Regions from separate parts of the Xenopus tropicalis genome. Here region 1 is linked to region 2. The links are chromatin contacts, called in public Hi-C maps. All regions are on one chromosome and are shown on one strand. Each heading gives the region's core, a stretch centred on a gene start, on an enhancer-like site or on the middle of the called end of the contact. The rest is flanking DNA. Distances are from core to core; before and after follow the strand shown.

The links. Hi-C and Micro-C count contacts between places; a contact is called where the count stands out from the background.
Region 1: a Hi-C map of liver shows a contact between it and region 2, with 4 times the contacts expected there. The contact joins the promoter of tmsb4x here to the enhancer-like site in region 2. A contact is called at or near these places in 4 of 5 Hi-C or Micro-C datasets (gastrula embryo, liver, neurula embryo and 1 more).

Annotation. Positions count from the first base shown.
Region 1 is chr2:106,006,638-106,012,476 of UCB_Xtro_10.0, reverse strand. It overlaps tmsb4x (thymosin beta 4 X-linked), which reads left to right and starts at 1,446. Exons shown (of 3, transcript NM_001044418.1): 1 at 1,446-1,481; 2 at 2,521-2,633; 3 at 2,862-3,331. The coding sequence starts at 2,534. The coding sequence ends at 2,890.
Region 2 is chr2:105,960,177-105,965,632 of UCB_Xtro_10.0, reverse strand. No RefSeq gene overlaps it. Among named protein-coding and RNA genes, the nearest start is that of tmsb4x, 48 kb to the left of the region's middle. Within about 2 kb of position 1,847, at least 2 of the 11 cell types and tissues checked have an H3K27ac peak or open chromatin away from gene starts, as enhancers often do. A contact at or near this core is called in liver, where this site is marked.

The DNA.
Region 1 (5,839 bases), core at 197-2,696, 47 kb before region 2:
GGATGGTATAGGGGAGGCTCAGGAAGTGTCAGGATGATGATGAGTTGTTGGAGGATAGGGGAAGTGCACTATGTTTTGTGGAAAATGTACCCTTAAGCTTTATGGAAGTAGTCTGGGATTCAAGAGCTTCTTTAAAGCGATGGCGCATCACAATTTTCAGTCTCAGCCACTTTCTTTCTTGCTCTTAGGAAAAAAATTGTTCTTGCGCTTCTGTTCATGCTGGGGCTCTTCCTGCTGCTGCTGCTTTTGATGCTCTTGCGCCTTTCTTCGGGTGAATCCTAAGCTCTGGCAGAATGCAAATATCTGCAAAAAAAAACACACCCTCATCCCAGATTTTCCCACCTCTCTAGCAGCCCATTGTTTTCAGCAAACAACCCCCAGGACTAGTATCACTGTTTCAGTGCATTCCCAGCAGCCTATTGTTTCATCCGCCAGCTTACCCACACAGCCCTTTTGGCCGGGTCTTCTTTTGTAGTCACTGCACTCAGCCTCTTATTTCAGGAAATCACATTTCCTGCCTCAGTAAACTGCTCCTTCACCACATTCTGCCTTAACCCCTCTCTAGTGCAGTACATGAACGTCAAACATGTTGCTCATTAACCCCTTAGTTGCTGGTGAATTCACAGAACTGTTTGGTATGCAAGCATTTAGTGACTGCCCACAACCTTCAGGATAATAGTCATCTACCCTGGTGTATATGTTTGTGTGTGATAAAATGATTTTAAAAGCAGAAAAGGATTTCTGGTGAATGTGTATTTGTATATATGTGTGTAGGGCACATAAAACAAATATGTGCAGGCAAAATTTAAAGAGGGAAGTGCATTTCTGTACAAACCATAACAAGCTCCGCAATGTATCATGCCCTTGTGTTGTAAAAAACTGTATGCCTACATTTAATATAAAATTAAATGCGAGCATGTGTGTCTGTATCACGTCATTAAACCTACACAAAGCTTATAGCTCATGACAGCTGAGCAGAGACGTTGCATGAAAATATGCAAGCTTGCTGGGCCTTTGTACAGCACCACTCCCTGTAGTCCCCACCTTTCACCCTTTAAAAAACAAGAAGACTGGCGATTAATAATATTAATAGGTAATAAATTAAAGCAGACACTAATGACATCAGATCATTAGGTTTGTGTGTTGTGCTCTCTGTGTCGTCACATTTTATCTCAGTGAAAAGGTTTCATGCTGCTAGTTAATGCAAACCCTTAAAACCGATTATTTAATGCATGAGTGCAAAATGAATACATATATATCTATAACATAAAACCGTATGTGAATAGTAATAGTTTTTACCCACAGATATTCTAATTACTACAAGACGAAGGAACTGGGAGGCAGGGGGAGGGAAGGAGTTAAGTGACGTCAGTGCTATCTGCATACTGGAGCTGATATAAGGGCTGCAGCACTCCTTCTCCCCCTCACACTCTTGACTGCCTCTGTTAGGAACTGTGACGCTTGTGAGGGCTGCCTCTCTGGTAAGTGGGCATTTCATTCTCCTGATTCTTGCTCTTTTTAATGTACCTATGGATTGTGCCCTGCTCTGAAAACATTATTTAGTCAGTAGCCTTGCCGTTCTGTGCAATCCCTCTGAGGTTTAATTGCCTTGCAGAGGGATTTGCTCCTATTGTCCTTGTGGTAGGAGGATAAGCCTCTGTATTTGCATGTGCAATTGCCCGTTGTTTGAGGGGTGTGATCTGCACTTTGGAAATCATTCAATCTGTATTGATTGCTGCGTATGTAAAAAAAAAAAGGTTATATTTAAGCCTTAATAGTTGCAGAACTACAAATCCCAGCTTCCCATTATATCTTGTGGTTGAGATTTGTAGTTCTGCAGCAACCAGTGCATTATACATTTTGTATCCATAACCATAAAGAGGCAGAGAATTAGAGGTTAAGATCATGGAACATCTGTTTTAACTGTCCTGGTAGTGATCAATCAGAATTATGTCTTTATTCTGTTCTATGTTCTAAATTAATGGGAAAGCTCAGCTAATATTGTTCATATGAATATTCCATTGTCTTGCTGATGGCGACTTTTCTCTAGTGCATGCTCTATGGAGTTGGATGGGGGGAGAAAGGGGAAGTGTGGGTTGAGGCAGAATAGGGCGGTGGTTAAGGTTCCTTGGGCTGTTACTGCAGCTCTTTGTAAGAAGAGAAGAATGCAATGACTTCATCTGCCAGCCAAAGAGAAAGGCGCCCCCAGCTCTCCTGGCCATTCACCCCCTGATTAGCATGGTGTGCCTGCCAACCTATTGATCTGATCTTTCTAAACCCTATTTTACATGCTTTTGTATGGCGTTATCTGAGCCATGTGTTTTTGTTCTTTTTAAATATCAAAATCAAACTGAATAATCAGTTTGCCCACACTTTATCCAAATCAACCCTAATCAGACCTAGTAGGTCCAAGAGGGTGTGGCAGTCACTGACTGAATAGTAAGTGACACTTTTTCTTTCCCTTCATAGCAAGGGTGGTGGCGCTATTTCATTTTTTTTTTTCTTCTTTCTTTTGTTCAGATCATACCACAAAATGTCTGACAAACCAGATATGGCTGAGATTGAGAAATTTGATAAGACCAAGCTGAAGAAGACAGAAACACAAGAAAAGAACCCACTCCCATCAAAAGAAAGTAAGTAATATTGAACCAGCATTTTTATCCACTATATGCTAACAGCTCCCAGCCTTTTAGAAGTCTGTCGTGCCTGATCTCTTAACAAGTAGACTTAATTAATGCATTTATTTTAAAGACATAGGGTAGTCACTAGTTTTCCTTGAAATAGCCTTTCCCCTTTAAAGACAATTTTTTTTTTTTAACATTATCATTTTAAGCTAATTTGTGTTTTCTTCTCTTCTGTAGCGATTGAGCAAGAGAAAGCAACTTCATAATGATCCCCCATCACCCAGATATGCACTGTACATTCCACAAGCATTGCCTTCTTATTTTACTTTTAGCTGTTTAACTTTGTAAGAAATAACTCAAAATACAAAGAATTTGGAGAACATGTTCTGTGCTGCCCTGTTACACCAAAAGAAAGGAATAAGAACTACTGAACACGGAATGAAGGCGCTGCCTTTCCATCTGCCTGTCTGGCTGGCTTTGGTTCTGGTGGCATTGAAAGATCTTTCTTGATTATTTAAGGAGAACCAGTGTGGAAATAACAGAACTAAAGTAACATGCTCTGATGTGGGTGGGATGAAAGCTGCACCAAGGTCCAGCGAGCTGTAAAATACGGTCAAATCGAGTGCCATTTTATTTGTTCAAAATTAATTGAATTATTGGAATGCACAAATTTTTTTTAATATGCAAATAAAAATGATAAAACATTAGTTTGACTTGTGGATGTTTTTCTGGATGGAAGTCTGACAGCACTAAAGCTATTGGTTTACTTTTTTTTATTTTTTTTTATTCTCCTTTCTCTCTCTACCCCCACTCCTTAGAAATATAGTAGCCATTTGTCATTCTGCTATAATACCAACATCAGGCTTATAGTGGTTCTGTTGCCTGAAATCCTTTCATTGTAGGATAATTGATTTTACAGCTGGGTGTGGTTTGTCACACTTGTGCATCCATTACCACTGCATTTTATAATGACTACACTCTTGGCATTAATAGTAAATGTAAATAAAGTGGCCCTTCATTATAAAATATATATACTCTTGATAAATTATATATCTAAAACATTTAAATCTGAAAACCTGCTGCCATGGTTACTAAGTAGTTGCATTACCCACCATATTTGCTGAAGCCAAGCAGTAGTGGAAGGGCATTGGAATATGTTTTATTATAATTAAATATGCACCAGTTTTCTTACTAAGGCAGATTTATCAAAATGTGAGTTTAGAGCTTAATACATAAATACTCGCCCATAACCTATGGGATATTTAGAGCTTTTCAAATGCCCAAACAAGTTTTAAACCCTACTCACAGAGGAGAGGTATAGCTGAAATGCAATTACTTCTATTACTGCAAATGCCCTGATTTTTGCTTCTCCGGCTACAGAGATCATCGTTCTCATACTGGTTTGTGTAGCACAAAAGAAACGTAGGTTTAGGGCCTCTTACTTTTGATGCTGTTCTGACATGAGGTATGGGTATTAAATGCTGCTAATTAGTTTAGCAGATTGTTCTCATTATTACATAATAGTGTTAGTGCTGCATAATTAGTGTTTATATATGGAAGGCAGTTGCCAAAGTAATAAACTTTTTTTTGATGGATTAGCAAGATGAAATAAAGCAGTTCTGGTTAAATTATAGTGATTATATTGTTTCAAGTGCATTAACTGCATAGCAACCAATCGTCTTTAATTTGTCAGATATAAGTTGACAGGCAGTCTCTTGCTTTCACTCATCTTGCATGCACGTCACTAATCAAGACTAAAAGCTGGATGCCATCCCGTGCCCTTGGCTCATAAATGAACAACATTTGTAAGTTTTATGTATAACTGTTCTCCTTGCTCCTAGTTTTATGCTGTCTCGACAGTTCTTCTGAAGTCAGCAACCACTTTTTTTTTCTATTAATTGCTAGCTTGAAGCTATAAATTCACTAGTTGTGTTTTATAAATACTTTGTGAGATTACATGGTGTAACATGACTAAGTTTTGATTATCTAAATTTATAAATATGTGCTTCCAAAAATGTGTTACTGCAACTTTGGTTTTTAGTGAGAAACTTGTTTTCCCATTAAAGTGGGCTTCTGTCTACAACAGGTGCCTGCAATGTGCAGCACGGCATAAATAGTAGTGCTAGATAGATATATATATATTTGCTGTTGCAATTACATTTTAGTCATCTAGTGCCAGATAAGCCAATTTCTGTCATGCCTGTCAATGAAATTTTAAGATGTATGTAATTTAAAATAGATTTTATATTCAAATAAAACAATTTTCAGCTGATATGTGCCCTTTAATAACATTTATTGGGCATTTTTGACAGGTACCTTTTAGAATGCTGCTTCCAACAGAATCATGCAAGCCTTGAAGCAGTTTTTCTTCCATTATCTAGAAAAACCTTTTAAAAAAATGAGCACTATTTTCCTATTTTTTGCCATTATAAAGCACTAATTTAAAGGCTGGACTAGTTTCAATAAACTTCAGATCTCTTTTTCTACCTACCACACAAACTTCCCCCTTCTCTAAGTAACAGCCTTTTATCAGCTCATTATCAGGGGCTTCTCAGGGGACAGGCAGTTTTATCAGGTTCTGGGGGACAGAATGTGACAGGAAGTACTAAAGTAAAACTGGCTCATATTCTTGTTTAGTGTCAGAAAATGACAGAAACCATAGGTATTAAAACAATAGCCAAAAAGTTTGTTCAGTACATATCCTATTTATTGAGCTCATTTTAAAAAGGGGCTTATGCTGCCTCGTTAAAGATTTTAATGTAACTACACTTGCTTTACAGTATTTCTTAAGTGTAATCTCTTAAATTCATTGTACACCTGGAGGTCTGTCGGTGGTAACTAGCCATAACTTTTCCTTGGTAAAGTACTGGGGCCGAACACATGACATTGTGTACAATCATTTCAACACTTATTGCAATGCAGGGAAAACAAGGTAAACAGCTGTTGCACACTTTGATGCACTCCAGTGTTTATTATAAACTAGCACTTCCAATCATTGTATTATTTCTGGAACAGAAGTGGCCATGTCCTGTAATCATTGCTAAGGAATGTGTGTCTTGATACCTATCTACCCTGTATATACTTCCTGTTCTGCTTTGGAAGGCATTTGTGGTCTGATTATATCTCCCTGCAAAGCTTAGAACAATGCTGCACTAGCAGCACAGTAGTTTCTGTTTAGTAGAGTGTTGATGTAAAAAACAGGTATGAAACTCTTG
Region 2 (5,456 bases), core at 598-3,097:
CTGTTAAATCTCAGCTGTCTCTTAAAGCCAGACAAAACAGATATAGGCCAAGTCAATTGTTAGAACCTTTGGTCTCAGCTGTTTTATGCCAGTGCTGGGAGTATTGCAGCTGCAGCAACGTGTCTTGCCTAATAACTGACTCCAGTGATACAATCTATTGCTGAAAGGCTTAGTTCTCTGAAGGGGTTATATGATTTGATCCTTATCAAAGATTGCAGCCTGAAGGCCATAAAGCTTTGCCTGTTGACCTCCAAACTTGTTTACTTGTTGTGTCCATCTTCTCCCACATGCCTGCCAGCTTGCTGCTTGTTTTCCAGATTGCTAAAGATTGCTAAAGATTGCAAATTTATCATGCTTTTCCAAAATCTATGCTATGTTGCCAATTTCAAGCACAGCGTTAAAACTTTACTATAACTGACAGTTCACACTGGGTATTTAGGGAGATTTAGGCAGTTTTATTTGCATGGTACAGTGTGGGCATTTTGAAAGCCTTAGTTCTTTGATTGAAGGATATTTTGACAAATTCTATGTAAATTTGTAATTTTGGTGATGGTGTTCCTTTTCATATAGTCACATGCAAAAGTCTTATAATTTATACTTCTTGGAATTTTGTAGCATATCCGTATTATCTTTGTTAGGAGTGGTTTGTTAGCAAGGATCATGAAAACCACACCACACCATTTCAAACATCCTCAGGAAGCCAAAAAAGTGTAATTTTGCCATTTCTACAGAAAAAAACTAGAGCTTTTTGCCACAAAATGCAAGGGTCTACCATATGAGTGGCTAAAATAATGCCAGGTATTGGTACAATGTAATAATAATAACACTGGCAAATGCAGAGCAAAATAAATGTATAAATGTTACGGTTTCAAGGACAATTAAGCTGGTAATTCAAGAAATATTTGAATTATGCAATAAAAATTAGGTACCCCAAATATCCCTCCCACTTAGATTTGGGGTTGTAAATTTATAGTACTCTTCTTTCATGTCCTAGATAATGTACTTGCATACTCCACCAGTATAAGGGGTATTTTAGGTGCAGTATTACTTCACTCTGCATCAACTTTTCATGCCTGCTCTGCACCACAGCCATACAGGAGAATGATGGCCAAATGAGTGAAGCACACAACTAGCTAAGCTTGCTGGCCTTAGGAAGCAGCATAACAACTATATACCATAGGAATTGGTATAACCTTTGCAAACTTTGTTTCTAATGGCCCTTAGATGACCGTCTCAGCAAAGATGGTGGCATTAGGCACCCTTGAACAGCAACTAGAACAAAATTATTGTTTTTACTGATCCTTTTACAATGTCACTGCAGTAGTAGTAAGGTGATGTAACCAAACACGAACAATATAGAAAATAATCATCTAACTTCAAGCACCCTTGCACAGACATTTACAAACCAGGATTTTAAAGTCAGTTTTATTTTTTTTCTTTACATACAGTAATTGTTTCTGCATGAATTGCTCTTAGCACATAACTCAACTAAAACCACATTTGTAATTCTTCCTCTTACAAAAGGGAAGTACAGCCAGTTGAAATTTTGTGCAAAGCTATTGCAGTTCTGTGGTAAGTATAGCAGCTCTGTAGCATGCTAAATACCACATAGCTAATACCTTAGTATAATGTGCAAATGTATTTTAAGAATGTATTCTTGTGTACAGTGAATAGGAAAGAGTAAAAAAAACAGGATTAGCATATTATGTCTCAAAAAAACAGGCATTTTTTTGCATAAAATTATGACAAGTGAGAATCAGCCATCTCAACAAGGGAAGTATGGGAGAGTGTTACTAACCCTACAGACAGTCAGACAGTTTGAGAGTAGTTTTTCATAAGGCATATTGAATAACAATGATGTGCTTGCCCTCTAGCTGTGGAGGAGTGAATATGCCCTAAATTTCTGCAAGCATTTGGCTCATGGGGCTAAAAGAAATGTGAAACACATTGATACTATAATATTAGAAGTGCTTTATTTCATTTGCTTCTTGAGGTTCCAGTATTATGCATACAAGCATCTGAAAATATTTTTTGGGTAACATGTACAAGGTCTAGTAATACATAGTAATCGATAAGATCATTGCTTTAAAACAGTTAAGCAGTAAACATTAGCTGCTGGCTACAGGATATTAGACCTTATATAAACTTTAAGGGGCCATTTTATCATGATTAGTGATGAGCGAACTTTTTCACCAGGTATGGATTTGCAGCAAATTTCCGCATTTCGCCATTGGTGAATTGTTTTGTGAAACTTCTGCTAAAATTAGTTGCAAAAAAATTTGTTGCACGTCTAAAAAATTTGCGGGCGCGCCAAAATAGGTGTGGCCTCGTGAAAAAAAATTGTACGCGATAAAAAAGTCGCACAACAAACATGTCTCGCAATTTTTTTCTGCCATTTCGCATATTTTTTGTCGTTTCTCAAAATTTTCTGAGGAGCAAAACAGGACAGATTCGCTCATCAATAAATGCTGATTGTTAACCATTGCTGACACCCACAGTGATTATTAAATCTAAAACAGACTTGGGATGTACGCTTCTCCTCTCCTCCCGAAAATTGGAACCAGTGGCACATGCAGAAGGGTTAAAGGTTAAGGTTTTGCATGCATGGGTTGGGTGTGGGTTGAGTTGCTTCTGTTTCCATGAGAGATTTAATAATGTACATGAAGAGGGCTATGTTGCTAGTAATGTACCAAGGCCCAGATGATGATTATAGTATGGTCATAATTATTACCTCAATTAATTTGCAATGCCAGGTAAGGAAAACAGGAGTTATCTTTTATTATTATTGTTGTTATTTTTAAATACCTGTTATTTAAACTTTATCATTAGGTATTATACTAATTATTTAAAGGGGATATATAGCATAAATTTTTACAATGCACTAAACCATGTAAAAAACTGTAAAATAGAAGGAAGTGCTTTTATTTTAATACCTTTGGGTTCAAATATGTCCATTACTGCTTGAAAACTGTGCTCTACCCAGACCTTACGCCAGCTTCCGGTTTAGACTCTTCAGTATATGGGCTCAGAGCTGCCGGCCCTCAAAGACTTCTATGACACCTTCACCTACTTAAAGTGAAGTGAATATTCATAGAGTGGGCTGGGCTTAGCGAGCTCACAGACCATTCCTGCTCTACTCGCTCCTCTCCTCCCCCTCCCCTTACCTCCGCTGGCAGCAGCACAAGCAGAGAGACACAGAAGGAGGGAGGGGTTTTCCCTGCTGCTGCTGAGTAAAGCCTGTCAGTCAGTGCTGTGACCAGTTGCTGTGGGAGACTGAAGGACACTCCCATGTCTCATTTCACTCTAGCTTCAGACTTGAGTGGTTGTCTCTGCAGCTCTCATATAATGGCAGTTTTAGGAGGTAAAATGCTTTCAGACATTTTATATAAAGTTCATATTCAGTTATAATATTCATCCTCCCTCAAAATGTGAAATGATGCAGAAAGAAAGATGTTTAGCTTTAATATTACAGTATTAACAAACCTGTTGCCATTATCCTGTATATTTATTCCATAGAATTTTATTGTATAATAACCGGTTATTACTAAAGGTGGCCATACATGCTAAGATCCACTCGCTTGACGTGTATAGGCGTCTCTGGGTTCGGGGACCACATCAACGAGCCGATGCAGTCCCCGATCTGACGTCGGTTGGGCAGGCCTGTCATTAGTGCCCATACATGGGCTGATAAAATGCCGAATCGGTCTAAGGGACTGATATCGTCAGCTAGAATCGGCCTCTGTATGGCCACCTTAAGCCAGAGGATTAGTTGTGGCCAGGTATTTGTCTTTGCCAAGACAAGATTTTAATCATGTATAAAAGTAAAAGCACCCAATGTCCTAGGGATCAGCAAAGCACAGTGGCAGGAGTCAGAAGCTGATTGCTTTTCCTGATATAAACAGTCAGCAGCCTGACATTCCAGAGGTAGTTGTGACTGGAAATTTAGATGATTGTTCAAACAATAATAGAAATACTGTACATATATTTCTACCATCTTTTAGAACAATTGTTTGGAGCACTGCACTAAATCTAAACAGTCATAATAAACATCAGATTAACCAGGTGTATTATTCCTTGACATTTTTTTAGAAGGTTATTGTGGTATACAGTTATATCTATATAAAATGTTTGAAAAGAAAATTTTCTGAAATATACAGGAATGCAAATATACAGGAATGCGATCCATTATCTCCCATGGATTCCATTTTAATGATTTTTAAAATTAATTTCCCTTTTCCCTGTAATAAAACAGTACCTTATACATGATCCCAACTAAGATAATGTATAATAAATCTTTACCGGAGGCAAAGTATTGCTATTGGGTTTATTCATTTTTTTAAAGTATCTTTTAGTAGACTTGGTATGGTGATCCATATTATAGAAGCACCCCTTTCCCCAAAACCCCCACGTGTTCTGGATAACACATCTCATACCTGTTCTACAAAAGCCTGGCCAAATGGACAAGGCTAAGCTATTTCACTAGTGAAATTTATAATACATATTATAGTGATGTCTGCACTTTTTACTTCTATAAATGTCTGGCACCAATGAGCAAAAAATATTTGTTTAAATGTTTATTAGAGCACAGTTCATTTGCATTGTTTATATTTTTAGAAGCTCACAACCTTACATATTTGGTCTAGATCTTTCCACATTGTTGTCACCTATGTTTCTTGAAAATGATGATATTAATTTTCTTACAGAGGAATATAAACTTTCCAACAAGCACACATAAAGTACTCAGTATAAGACCGAGGGCCTATTTATAAACACAGTGCAATGTTTAAAGTGTTGTGGTGTTTTTAACCACAATGCAGTGTTTTTTTGGATATGGATAGAAATTAGCATTCTATTTGACAGTTAATTTGCAAGTTGCAGTTGACATTCTTGTTGCGCTGTCAACAGTGTTAGAGATCAATTCACTTGCAAGCTGCTAAGGCAATCCTGGAAATACTGCCATGTTCAGACTGCCAATAATGTCTGGGTTCCTTTTCATCCATGCAGGTACTTGCATGCAATTCATTAGAGCAGGTTGAGTGGGCACATTGGCAATTGCCTCAAGACTCAAGGGAGAATGGATAGATGCAAGTTTTGTGAATAATGTCAAAGCAAGTTCAGTTTGCGTCCATGTTAGTACTTGCTCTTGAATTTCTAAAGACCTACTTCTAACAATAAATGTCCTTATATATAATACATTGAGGCAAGATTAAACAAGAAATATTTTCTTGGTACAAAGCTTGTAGAGTTTGTTTAGCTCAAAACATGTTGTGGGAATAAAGGCAGTAGCAGTAAACCAGTATATTTGATAGCATTCCCTAACAATATTCATTTGATTTGCTGGGATTTGCTGAATATATATTTACCTGGTTCAAAAATAAAGGCTGTAGACTAGCTAACAAGCTTTCATAAAATATAGTCTTCTCTGTGCTTTCAAGCCTTTCAAAAAGTCTACTGTC